Regions from separate parts of the Mus musculus genome. Here region 1 is linked to region 2. Evidence: chromatin contacts called from public HiChIP or PLAC-seq data. All regions are on one chromosome and are shown on one strand. Each heading gives the region's core, a stretch centred on a gene start, on an enhancer-like site or on the middle of the called end of the contact. The rest is flanking DNA. Distances are from core to core; before and after follow the strand shown. Region 1 holds the start of Dlgap2 (DLG associated protein 2). Region 2 overlaps Erich1 (glutamate rich 1).

Region 1 (6,359 bases), core at 2,269-4,768, 57 kb before region 2:
CTGACCAAGGGCGGCTGTGGCTTTCACACCAGCACGGGAGCCTGCAATCCCACACCTGGTCAGAATCAGAGCCCCTGACACTTGCCTCCTGAAAACCTGGCATGCTTCTATTATGAATACCAGTGAGTGGTCATGTTCAAAATGCCCACACACAAGTACCGAGAAACAACTGAACATATTCGGTTGATGCCGGTAAAGCGTGAGTCCTCATAAGATGAAAAGCAAAGGCTAGGGAAAACTGTGGTTGGGTAAGAGCAGTTTCAACTGCATGGAATGTTTTGCCCACTAACTTCCTGTGTGGTGAATCTCTGATTCCTTTATAGCCAACATACTGCAATGCTCTAAATATGACTTCCATCTGGCCAAAATGATGAATCACAGCTATTTTTATTGTAGCCAATGCATGATCAGGGCTTATCCATTCCAAGGGTCAATAAATAATATTTAATTAACATCTTCATAAATTCTATAATCAAAGTGTATAGCATTCCACTCCTTGGGCAACTGTGATGAAGGGTTGTTTGATTTTGATTTTGTTTTTTGGTTTGTTTGTTTGGTTTGGGTTTTTTTTGCCTCAAATATAATCCTAAAGGAATATTACAGCATTAAAAGTCCTGTAACCCTTAATAAAACCCTAGAACTTTTTAGCTCCGCAGTGGATCGTGTTCTGGGTACGTGAGTCAAATTCTAAGAAGCATGTTTTTGCTTCTAATATTCATTTTGGAATTTCTATCACTGTCAAAAAGGAAGTGGACAAAAATAGGAGATGCAACAGATTGCCACAGAGGGACATACTTACGTCACTCTGGAGAAATGACAACACTGCCATTGAACCACCTGAATCAGAGGCGCCCTCGAGCGAGCGCAGCACATGAGGGATCTGCAAATGAGCTTCTTGCCTCCCGCCAGCAACGCCAACCACACAGGCTGACTTCACTATGGCTGCACAGGCAGCAAAGGGACTGGAGCTTGGCACTGCTCAGCCTGGAAGGTTTCTCTGGGGAATACAAAAGTTCCATGGGGGAGGGGCGGTAATTTTAATTATGTTCCTTTGAGTTATGTGACATAGCACTCACCATTTGGTGTATTACCCTTTGACCTAAAATACAAGGTATTCACAGGTCAGAGCAAGAGTTATGGCTCTACCTCTACTGACTTAACAGTGGAGATGATTTCAGAAGGGAATAGTGGGACATAAACAGCTCATAACAGACCATCTCAGAGAACAAAACCCATATTCACTACATCAGCCCCATGGAATGGAGAAGTGGTGTCGCTGCGGATTACTGCCCATCTTCCATTGGATTTATGTTTCTCCCAATCCAGATGTGCTCGAGCAGCGGGCTCCCTGAGGCCTGCCAGCCAGGCAGCCAGATGTGGGGCGGAAAATATTCTAATTTGTTCCCTTCTAAGTAATGAAAAAAGTCACACCATCTAAAAGGAAGTCGTATGCACAATCTACAATTACCATGGAAGCCAAATCTGTGTGAGTCACCCTACTGCCTGCACAAGACAATTTGGCTACTGGAGAATCCTGATTAATGGCATTAAACGGCATTTTTAAAACACCAGAGTAACAACCTGACCTGCCAAATTTTATTATTTTTCATCATATCACCAAATTTTTCTTGGCCTTGGCTATGTAGCACCTTCCACAGGGAATATGAAGATGAAAATCACGCTATAGTGCACTTAAAGTCTATATACTATTGGGGAGGTTGGATTAAGTAAGTCAGCTTCAGATTTGTACACAACTCTGAAGCGGTCCTGGGTTACTTTGGGCTATTCTGTGACTCCGGGTTGTTTTCTCAATACAAATGCAATTAGTTTGTGGACTGTACAATAAAAGCCTTCTGCAAAACACAGGTGACTGGGATCCAAGGTAACGGTCAGATCTCAAGGTTGTAGGCTGATGTACCCACCTGGCCACTAACAGCAATCCCAAGGCTCCGAGTCCAGACAGCTCCCTCCCGCCTCCAAGTATTAGACGCCAGGAAAAACTGGTACGCTTTAATCTCCAGCCCTGAAACGCCCACAGCTCGGACTGGCAGAGTTCATCAAGAGCGAGGGCGAATTCGCTGCCCGTTACTTTATACTCTTCATCGATACAAGCCGGCTAAGGCTGATCAGTCAGTCACGCATTTGGATTTCGACCCGGGCCGGAATCCACATCCATTTGAAAAGAAGGAAGCGACATGCGGGCGGCTGGCACCACATTCCCGAAGTGTTTTGAGTTTCGGGTGAGAAACGGCTAAGCAGCCGCGGCGCTCCCGGTTCCCTTTCACCTGCGACACTCTACGCCCGCCTAGGCACTGCCTGCTGCCCTTCCCCATCTCTTCTAACTCGGTATACAGCCCCGGCCCCTGCCTCGGGTCCCAGCGAGCATCTCCCGCCACCCAGCCGCTCCAGGAGGATGGGAGAGAAATCCCCTGCCCCGCCCGGCCCCACCTGGCCAGCGTCAAGCAGAGGAGCCGGTGCCTGCCGCCCCCCAGCCCTTCGCCGCGCAGGGCTGTAATAATTACATCCTCATTATTTCTTCTGCGATCGTTAGGGAAAGAGCCCGAGAACAGCAACAGCAGCTGCCGGGGGAGGCTTAGTTACAAAACCCTGCGCTGGGTAGCGCTTCGCTTAGCAACCACCCCTAAAAAAGCCCCCGTGCTCCCGGCTCGCACTTGGAGAGCCCAGCAGCGGCCACCCCCTCCCAAGCCCGAGGCCCAGGCCCTGCCGGGCGCGAAGGCTGTTGCAAAGGGCACAAGTGGCCCCTCCCCGCCTCCGCGACCCCAGTGCCCGTACCACCAGCTCCAAGCACCTTTCATTCATTCCCAGTCTAGGTCCGGGTGTCCACCCGGGCTTGGGGGAGGGGAAACCCAGGTCGCACCCCACTGCCCCACCAGAGTCCCTCTCTGGCCGGGGCCCCGGGCTGCACCCCCTTACCCGGCCTCGCGGAGCGGGGAATTTCACACCTCCGCCTCGCTCCTGCACCCAGGGAGCCCGTGTGCCAGCAATCCTGCCGCGGGGCGCTGCAGCCCGGAAGGACCCCAGCGGCGGACCCCGGAGCACCAGCCGTCCCTGGGGTTATTCTCACGCTCCCGGATCGGGTCCCCGGGAGCCTCTTATCCCCAACGCAGCCACTCAGGCAGGGCCCTCGCCGGTCCGGCTCGCAGCACCGCCCCCTCCCTGCCCCGACGGCACTCGCCACTTAGCGCCCAGGTCCCCGCATCCCGGTCCCCGCGGCCCCGCGCGTCTCGCACCTTCCTCAGAGCAGACATCCTTGGGCTTTCCTAGTTCAGTGGGTGCAGAGCGACATGGCAAGGTGGCCACCCCTCAGGCCAGGCGGTGCGCACAGCACTGCCGCCAGCTCCCAAGCTCGAGAATCCTTGGGTCCGTGCGTCGATCCGCAGTCTGTCTGTCCCCCGCTGCCGCTACCGCTTATCGCCTCCACCACCGCCACCGCCAGCGCCACCACCGCCGCCGCGCGCTCCGACCCCGTTCGAGCCCGGCGCACGGTCGGTCCTCACGGCCGGCGCCTGCGCACTCGGCGCCCGGGGAGGCACCGGCGCACTGGGGGGCGGCCGGTGCGTGGCTCCATCTGAGGAAGGGCCCAGCGCCACGCGCCTAGGGGGAGCGCTCAGGCCGCGGTGCCGCTGCCAATGGCAAGCCTGGCCCAGAGGTCGCATGGCGCTCACGGCCCGGGAGCCCGCGCACAGCGGATCCCAACTGTTGCGCGCAGAGCGTTGGGTCACTCCAGGACAGTGATGGTTCCCGGAGGGGGAGCGGAGAGGTCCCACACCGCGTGTGCTCCGTGTGTTTGTAGGTCAGCGTGGGAACCCACAAGCAAGCCAATGCGCCTGGGAAGGGCCAGCTCAATGTGAACCGAGATGTGGGATCTGCAGACGCATCGGCACCCTGAACTCTGCACGGTGAAAGCCTATTGGGCTCCCAGGTCATAGAGAGGGAGCGATGGAAGATAGGAGCTCTCAGCACTGGCCACTAAGAGAGCACAGTGCTGCTCTGGGTGCTGTGAAATAAGACCACTGTTTCCACCTGTTACCTCCCAGCTCTGGTAAACTGCTGCTTCTGGGCTCACAGGAATCCCCAGCACCTTGAACAGCAATCTTTAGTCATAAACCTGGTCCAGATAGAGGGCTGAGATGGTGTCGGCCCTTGTTTGCTGCTGCACTCGGAAGCAAAGAAAAAAAACTATCTTTTTTTTTTTCCTCAGCGAAATCAGAAACACAACAAAAAACAGTCTGGCAAATTCAGCAAAATTAGCCATATTTTGATGAAACCTAATTAGATTCGTGGGGATACCCTTTTTAGATCCACTGAACAGTCAAGAAAAGTTTCTGTGGCCTAGAGTAAAAGGTGCTGACAACTAAAGACATAGTTTGGCACCGGGCTCTGGGGATACTCACTACACCTGCTTAACCTTGGGCCGGTCTCTAGGCTCCGTGTAAATATAATAGGGGGCTTTCGTCTCCGTTGTCAAGAAGTTTAAATGTGACCAAAACTTAATCAATAAGGTGACTATTTACAGAAAGGTGAATGGGTGTCGAATAGAGGAGAGACAGGTGAACAGCCCTGTATTTCCCTAAATCCCAAGATCTTTTCCATAAAAACAGCCTCCATAAGATGTTTTTTCCTATGATCAATCAACTGCAGTGCACTTTCAGAGCAAAATACTAAGGTGTGTGAAAGATACACAAATGGATCAAAGGTATCTGATGTGACTTTTTTCTAGTGTTTGTAGCACACTCCATTTGGATTCCACTATCGAAAGAGAGAGAGAGAGAGAGAGAGAGAGAGAGAGAGAGAGAGAGAGAGAGGAAGGAAGGAAGGAAGGAAGGAAGGAAGGAAGGAAGGAAGGAAGGAAGGAAGGTGGGTTTCCAGACCTCGAATAAAAAATCTAGACTGCACATCAAGTTGAAGATTCTAATATCCACTTTTCTCCTCCTCTCCACGGTGCCCCCATCTTCCGGTCTTCCATCTCAGGCAAACGAAAGGAGCACAGTGGTGCTTGCTGTGAGCTCTTTTGGGTCGTGGACTTGTACCAAAACAGAAAGAAAGACTGTCCCTGGGCACGCATCCAGTGTTGGGATGAAGCCATTTGACGTTATAGGAGTAACATGTGAGCATGAATGGCACTTGCTCCTATGAAGGAAATATACAGTGTTATTGGAAAAGGAAAAGGACAGGGAATTATTTGTGACCCTAGGGGAATACTGTGTGGTGTCATTACATACAGTCTTCCTCTAGGTTTGGCACACAGCGGGTCCCGAGACATGGATTCCAGTGAGTTATTTGAAAAACTTATTATCTCTGGAAACTAAACAGGAATAAAGAGTGGGAAAGGGAAAAAAGGGATAATGAAGGATGTGTCACCAAGGCGATCTTTCAGGCAACAAGGACTCGATCCTATTGAAGATTCTTAGTGGAATAGTCTGAGATACACTCCACAATTTCTTCCATCCTCTCTCCCCCCTCGACTCCCCCTACTGAGCAACTTGAATAATATCAAAGAAAGCTATTGTAGAGTTTGAGTTGAATGAGGTAAATCCAGAAGTTGACTTCTGCCCAAGCTCCCAGGAAGCTTGGGATTTGGGACAGAAAAGAATGAGGTAAGAGACCGTTCCAGCAGTGGGAAGAACAGACCCAAAGACCCAGAGACAAGGAAAGACTTATCTTTTCTTCTAAATGACTAATGAAATTAGGAAGTGCTCGATGCCTGACCCTACCCATGGGGGTTGGAGGTGAGGTTGTGCAGAGTCTATGGCGCAGCAGCAACACATCTGAACACTGCTGCAAGCTCCTTTAATACCCTCCACTCACACCCCATTGGTCCCAAGAAAGCATCTCTTCTAAACTGCAGTTCCTGATTGGCTGGCATTGTCTAAACCAGCAATCCTTGGTCTCTTAGGCAGTCCTCAATTAGGTCCTCCTGCAGGAGATACTTTTAGGGCTGTGTGCCCTCATCCCCCATGTTTACCTAGAGGTGCCCAGCCATTCCTGCTACAAGGAAGAACTGTGAGACCATCTTGAATGAGAACTAACAGATAATGAATTGGGAGGTTCTATAACACATTTAAAGGCCTTGGAATAGTGTCTTAAAACACAGCATAATTTTGTGTGGGATTTTGACCAAGACATTAGGATTTTCTTCAAGTCACTTGTAGACAGAGATGTTTTTATTTTTTTTTCCCAATATATAACATTTTTATTTCCTTTTCTTGTCTCATTACATTAGCTAAGGTTTCTAGAATGATATTGAAAATCAGTTGTTAGAGGGAATATCATTCTGGTCCTGTAATGGGCTACAGCAAGTGACTTTTTAAAATGTTTATTCTACTTTATGTGTATGA
Region 2 (5,982 bases), core at 2,969-5,468:
AGGCTGCTCCCCACTTTGCTTCTGTTGGGTTCAGTGAATCTTGTTTTCTGTTAAAGCCTTAGATCCACCTGGATTTGAGTGTTGTGCATAAATATGGATCTATTTTGTATTCTTCTACATGCAGACATCCAGTTAGACCAGCACATCTGTTGAAGATGCTGTCTTCCCATGTGAATTTCTGTCTTCTTTATCAAAAAACAGTTGTCCGTATGTATTTAGATTTACATCTGGATCTTCAGTTCAGTTTCATTCTTTTTTTTTTTTTTTAAAGATTTATTTATTTATTATATGTAAGTACACTGTAGCTGTCTTCAGACACTCCAGAAGAAGGAGTCAGATCTTGTTACAGATGGTTGTGAGCCACCATGTGGGTGCTGGGATTTGAACTCTGGACCTTCGGAAGAGCAGTCGGGTGCTCTAACCCACTGAGCCATCTCACCAGCCCTCAGTTTCATTTTTTATGCCTGTTTTTATGCTAGTACCGTGTGGGTACTATAGCTCTGTAGCACAACTTGAAATCAGGGTTGGTGATGCCCCAGAAGTTCTTGTACAGAATTGTTTTAACTATCCTAGGATTTTATTATTATTATTATTATTATTATTATTATTATTATTATATATGAAGTTGAGAATTGTCCTTTCAAGGTCTGTAAAGAATTGTGCTGGAATTTTGGTGGGGATTGCATTGAATGTGTTGATTGCTTTTGGTAAGATGGCCATTTTTACTATGTTAATCCTATTGATCCATGAGCACGGGAGATCTCTCCATCTTCTGATGTTGTCTTCATTTTTTTACTTCAAAGACTTGAAGTTATTGCCATATAAGGCTTTCACTTACTTGGTTAACATTACCCCAAGATGATTTATATTATTTGAGTCCAGTATGAAACATGTTGTTTCCCTGATTTCTTTTTTAATCCATTTGTTATTCATATCTAGGAGGACTACTGGTTTGGTTTGGTTTGGTTTGGTTTGGTTTGGTTTGGTTTGGTTTGGGTTGGTTGGCTGGTTGTTTTTCTGAATTAATCTTGTATCCAGCCACTTCACTGAAAGTGTTTTTCAGCTGTAGGAGTTCCATGGTAGGAGTTCGAGGATCACTTATGTATACTATCATATGTAGTGAGGTGTATAGAAGAGCCTTTTATGTCTGAGTTTAAGTTTATAGTAAAGCCTTTGTGTCTGGCTTTAAGTAAAGTGTTCTAACAAAGCCTTTGCTATGCTTGGGTCTCTGAGCCGGAGCTCCCGAGTATCTTGGCGGATCGCTGTCACGCAATCCACATACAATGACTGTCCGCCCCATGGTCAGCCACCACAACACCCATTTACCTGGTAGAAACAAAACTCTAGAAGCTTAAAATTAACCAATCAGATTTATGTATCAGTAAATTCTTAATTTACAAGATGCCAATACAATAATTTCAGAACCAATTGATGATGATAAAAGTTTTGTCCCAATTATTCTAACCTTATGATATCATAACTACCTGTGGCTATCTAAAGCCACGCTGGTTTAGGTTCTTTCTCCTGTCCGTCCTCCTTTATCTTTGCAGTCCCTTCTCTCCCAAGATGCTCTCTGTCTCTACAACTCTTAGCTCCGCCTCCCTTTGCCCTGTCCAATCACAGGCCTTCTGCTGCACTAATATTTTAGTGTGATTGGACAGGGAAAATCCTGTCCCAAGGAGGCACACCGAGAACTGCTAGAGTGGAGGCTTAGATGGAACTGTCACCCAGTCTAGGCAGGACCCTTCTGATAGCAGGTCATTTCCAGACAAACTCAGGACGAATCAACACCAGCAGTTCCCACAGGACTCTAGAACAAGTCAGCACTGCTCATGCGCATTTAACACGAAGTTCCTCCCTGAAGAGTACGAAAGAAGCAAAGAGCAGTGTTTCCAGCTCTGGACTTAAAAATGAAAACCGTACTCAGCCGTCATCTGCTGCGGAGAAGGCCACTGGTCCCTGTGGGGCAACGCAGGAAACTCTTTATTGTGGCCGTATCTGACACTCGTGATATGCAATGAGCAGGGATTTCAATCTATCATTACTTTAAAAATAGAAGTGTGCCCCTAACTATGACTTGAAGGCCTGTAGTTAAGTAAGGTGGATTGTAATTTCCTTCCCTTTGCGGCCAAAGCCCTGATGACTCTCATCCCAGGCCTTCTGTCCAGGGCCCTGTCTGCACTGGTTATTTTCACGGCCCCAGTGCTGGCTCAGTGGGATTGGAAATTCACAGCTCAGTTTGCGAATTAACTGAGACTTATTTTGTGTGACGGCTGATTTGTACCATCATCCCAGTTGGATTAAGAAATACCTAGGATATTAGGCAAGCAAATCTCTGGGTATGTCTGTGAACGGATGACCAGAGACAGGTCTGAAGGGCTCTAAGCTAATCCATAGATTAATCCCTTGATGGGTTCATCATATGATGGTATTATTGGAAGGTGGAGAAAGACAAGAGACGGGGCCTTGCTGTAGGGGGGTTGAGGGGCATGTCATACTTAGGATAACTGTCTCACCCTGATATTTTCCTTTACGCACTTTCTGACAAGAAGTGAAGAATAGCCTCTGCACATGCTCCCACAACCAAGATGCTCGGTAAGAGCCCCTACCTCTCCTCTGAATTGGTTGTGGTGGTGATGGTGGTGGTGCTGATAGTATTACAGGGACACAGGCGTAAGCAATGCACTTGGCTTCCCACATGCTTTTAAAACAGATACTGTCTTAGACTGTATGGTGAAAGTTATTTCTTAATTGATGATGCAATTGTCTTTCTAATGCCTGCCTTTTGTCTTTGCTTAAAACTCTAGCTAACATCCCAGAATACACTTCTTCCGGTTGTGCACATAACCCTGCCCCAGGTAGCTGCCTCTGGCCACATATGGATCTTGTACTTGATCAGGAAAGGGAAGATCTACAAGTTGGTCCTCCTGGGACACAAGCCACCCTTGAAGCACACACGCACTTACTTGCAGCCAGTGACAGCCACGAGGACACTTCCCTGTTGCACAAGGGTGGCACTGTTCCGAAATTTCAGGGCTAGTGGGAGGCCACGCTGGAGAGAAGTGCTTTGATCACAGTGTGATAGAATCAGTGACTTGATTGGCTCACTGGGGCTGTTGGAGTAAAGTGGCGGGGGTGGGGGGGGGGGGTGTCAAGGGAGAGTTCCTGATGAGACCTAAGGCTTGTAGGCATAAGGCTGAGGTCTGTGGACCAGAGTTCATCAGCTCAGCTGGGCCCATGAATTTGCCAACGCCTACAGGAGCGGCCATGCTTTGCCCACTCATGCCTGGTGAGCAGAGAGATGGGGAATGCAGATGAACCTACGCACACTAGAACCCAGGAGCAGGGGCTTTCAGTCCAGTGTGCCATACAGACGTCAGCCATGAGCATCGCACGGGTTTCCTCTGTGGCCACTACCTGTGACCTGTTGTTTAGAAGCAGGAGCCTGAGCTCTCTTTCCCGTGTGCAGAGAGCGCATCCCTCTTAGTTCTTCAATAGAAACCTGACTGCCCCAGGAATCAGACCTGCACCATAGTTTTCCTCAGACTCCCTGAGCAAAGTGGTCCTGCCAGAAGTCATAATAAAATATTTAGGGTATACAGAATTATGAAAACAGAACCTGTTTTGCATAACTATTTACAGCAGGCAGACATACACATATATGAGAAATTTAAAGTATGAGAAAATTACATCAGAAACTAAGTTGACATTGAAGTGTGTTATAATCCTTCAACATCTTATTTCTGTAATAGTTATTATCTTGGGTTTATCTGACAACATGATCAGCTTCCTCTGATGAGATTTTGGGAAAGCCATAGGTTGCAAGTGTGATTGATGTCATAATATTAAAGAAAAAAAAGTCATTCACAACGCTTGGTTTTGGCAGGCTTGTGTTTAGGGCCATCCTGACGGTACAGGGACATGCCTCCGGAGCCCAGGTACAGTGTGGGCAAGTTAGGCTTTAGAGTTGGGACTGGGGGCAGAGGGAGAATTTGGGCGTGTGTCACTAAGAAAACATCAGGGATGAGAAGGATTCCTGCCAAACGAACCTGACGGGATTCTTGCTGAGGGAAGGCAAGTGAGCAGACCTCACCTTGGAGTTGTACAAAGGTTGATCAGATATGCAAGGTGAGGAGCATGAGGTGGGTGTTACGGCCAGCTCAGCCTATCAGAGACCTGGCTTGGGGAGCATGAGGTGGGTGTTACGGCCAGCTCAGCCTATCAGAGACCTGGCTTGGGGGAGCATGAGGTGGGTGTTACAGCCAGCTCAGCCTATCAGAGGCCTGGCTTGGGCTGGATTTTAGATAACCGTTCACAGGTGGGCCCTGAAGGAGGCCTGCAGAGCAACTGTAGTTTGGCCAAGCACAGAAGCTTTGCCAAAGGGCTTTTTCACCATGTGGAAGTCTTAAAAGGTTGCCCAGAAGGGCTGAAGCGATGGCTCAGCATTTAAGATCACTCTCTGTTCTTCCAGAGGTCTTGAGTTCAATTCCCAGCAACCACATGGTGGCTCACAGCCATCTGTAATGGGATCTGATGCCCTCTTCTGCTGTGTCTGAGGGCAGATACTGTGTGTGTGTGTGTATGTGTGTAATGTATAATGTACATTACAAAAAAAAAAGCCGGGCGTGGTGGTACATGCCTTTATTCCCAGCAGAGGCAGGCGGATCTCTGAGTCTGAGGCCAGCCTGGTCTACAAAGTGAGTTCCAGGACAGCCAGGCTATACAGAGAAACCCTGTCTTCAAAAACCAAAAAAAAAAAAGAAAAAAAAAAAAAGAAAAAAAAAAAAAAGGTTGCCCAGGAAAAGGGCATCATGATGAAAAGTATGTTCTAAGAAACAAGCTTGTCCATGTAGATGGAAAATTGGTGCCTTTAGGATGGAACAGCTGCTTCTATGACACTGACTGCAGTCACACACACCTTTGCCATCATGCTTACATTTTCTTCCTTAAGGTATTTTTCCCAGATCCTAAGGAATTGTTTCTCCTTTAGCTAACATATGAAAATTAGGCATACACATCTTATTTTCCCATTTGCCAAATATATGTGTAAGCCACACGACTGGTAGGCATGTGTTTTAAATACAACAAGAGCTACATTGTTTTCCTGTATGAATCTATATGTCATGTATTTATACACTACATTGTGCTCTACAACCCTGGGAAATGCTAGGACCCAGGGGTGCATAGCCACAGCATATGTAAAAGGTGGAATCACATCTCTGGGCTCCACAGAGGGCTCCCCGACTTCTTCAGCTTCCCTAGGCACACATTAGTGCAGAAGCCAAGGTGCAGTGTGTTACTCCTAAAGTCTCCCTCCATCAAGTCCTCCCATGCCTTGTAAGGACCCTGACCTTGATCCTGACCTCGATCCTGCCGACTGGGAAAGCCCCTTGATCCCCATCCTAGAACTTTGCATGGGGTCATGGGTTGGTTTGTTGTTGTTTTGGTTTTTTATTTTTTCCGTGTTGGGAATTGGTCTAGGATCTCCTACCGCGCGCACGCATGTCCTGACTTGGGGTCCTTGTAGGTACGTAGCGGTAGCTCACTGTTTCTCACTGGTGAGCTACACCCTTCACATTCATCTTTACCCTTACCTGTTAGTAAAGAGCTTGTCTTCACAGCTTTGGATTCCCTTATACACAGCAGTGTGATTCTCACACAATCTCTGTTTGCCCTTTTTTCTGCCTGGAGCCAACCCACGAGCAAATGGCACAGTTTCATTATTTCCATCTAAGCCAAAGAGGTTTTGAACACGTTAGCATGGTGTATGGCAGTAGCAGAGGTATTACAGCTTATTATCCTGTATTCGCTTTCCTTCTAATTCTCTTTAATTTGCTGTTTGCTTGCTTGTGTTATTTATTTATATTTATTTTGATATCAGATCTAACTCTCTCATACGGGTCCAGAATTCTAGAATATTACCTGTTCTCCTGCAGTAGCTTATCAACTGCTGGAATTATAGAGATTCATACCACACCCAGT

The links. HiChIP or PLAC-seq counts read pairs in DNA pulled down with a chosen protein or histone mark.
Region 1: a contact with region 2 is called in an H3K27ac HiChIP or PLAC-seq map of embryonic stem cells, with 11 read pairs. The contact joins the promoter of Dlgap2 here to the enhancer-like site in region 2. A contact is called at or near these places in 1 of 15 datasets of contacts at CTCF or cohesin (CD8 T cells), 2 of 484 Hi-C or Micro-C datasets (the HL-1 cell line and embryonic stem cells), 3 of 115 datasets of contacts at active chromatin or transcription factors (CD8 T cells and embryonic stem cells) and 2 of 9 other capture datasets (liver and pancreatic islet).

What each region holds. Positions count from the first base shown.
Region 1 is chr8:14,093,034-14,099,392 of GRCm38.p6, reverse strand. Dlgap2 (DLG associated protein 2) reads right to left here and starts at 3,518. Exons shown (of 16, transcript NM_172910.3): 1 at 3,252-3,518.
Region 2 is chr8:14,036,852-14,042,833 of GRCm38.p6, reverse strand. The region is part of intron 3 of Erich1 (glutamate rich 1); the gene reads left to right. Among named protein-coding and RNA genes, the nearest start is that of Gm39134, 14 kb to the right of the region's middle. Within about 2 kb of position 4,218, at least 21 of the 459 cell types and tissues checked have an H3K27ac peak or open chromatin away from gene starts, as enhancers often do. A contact at or near this core is called in embryonic stem cells, where this site is marked.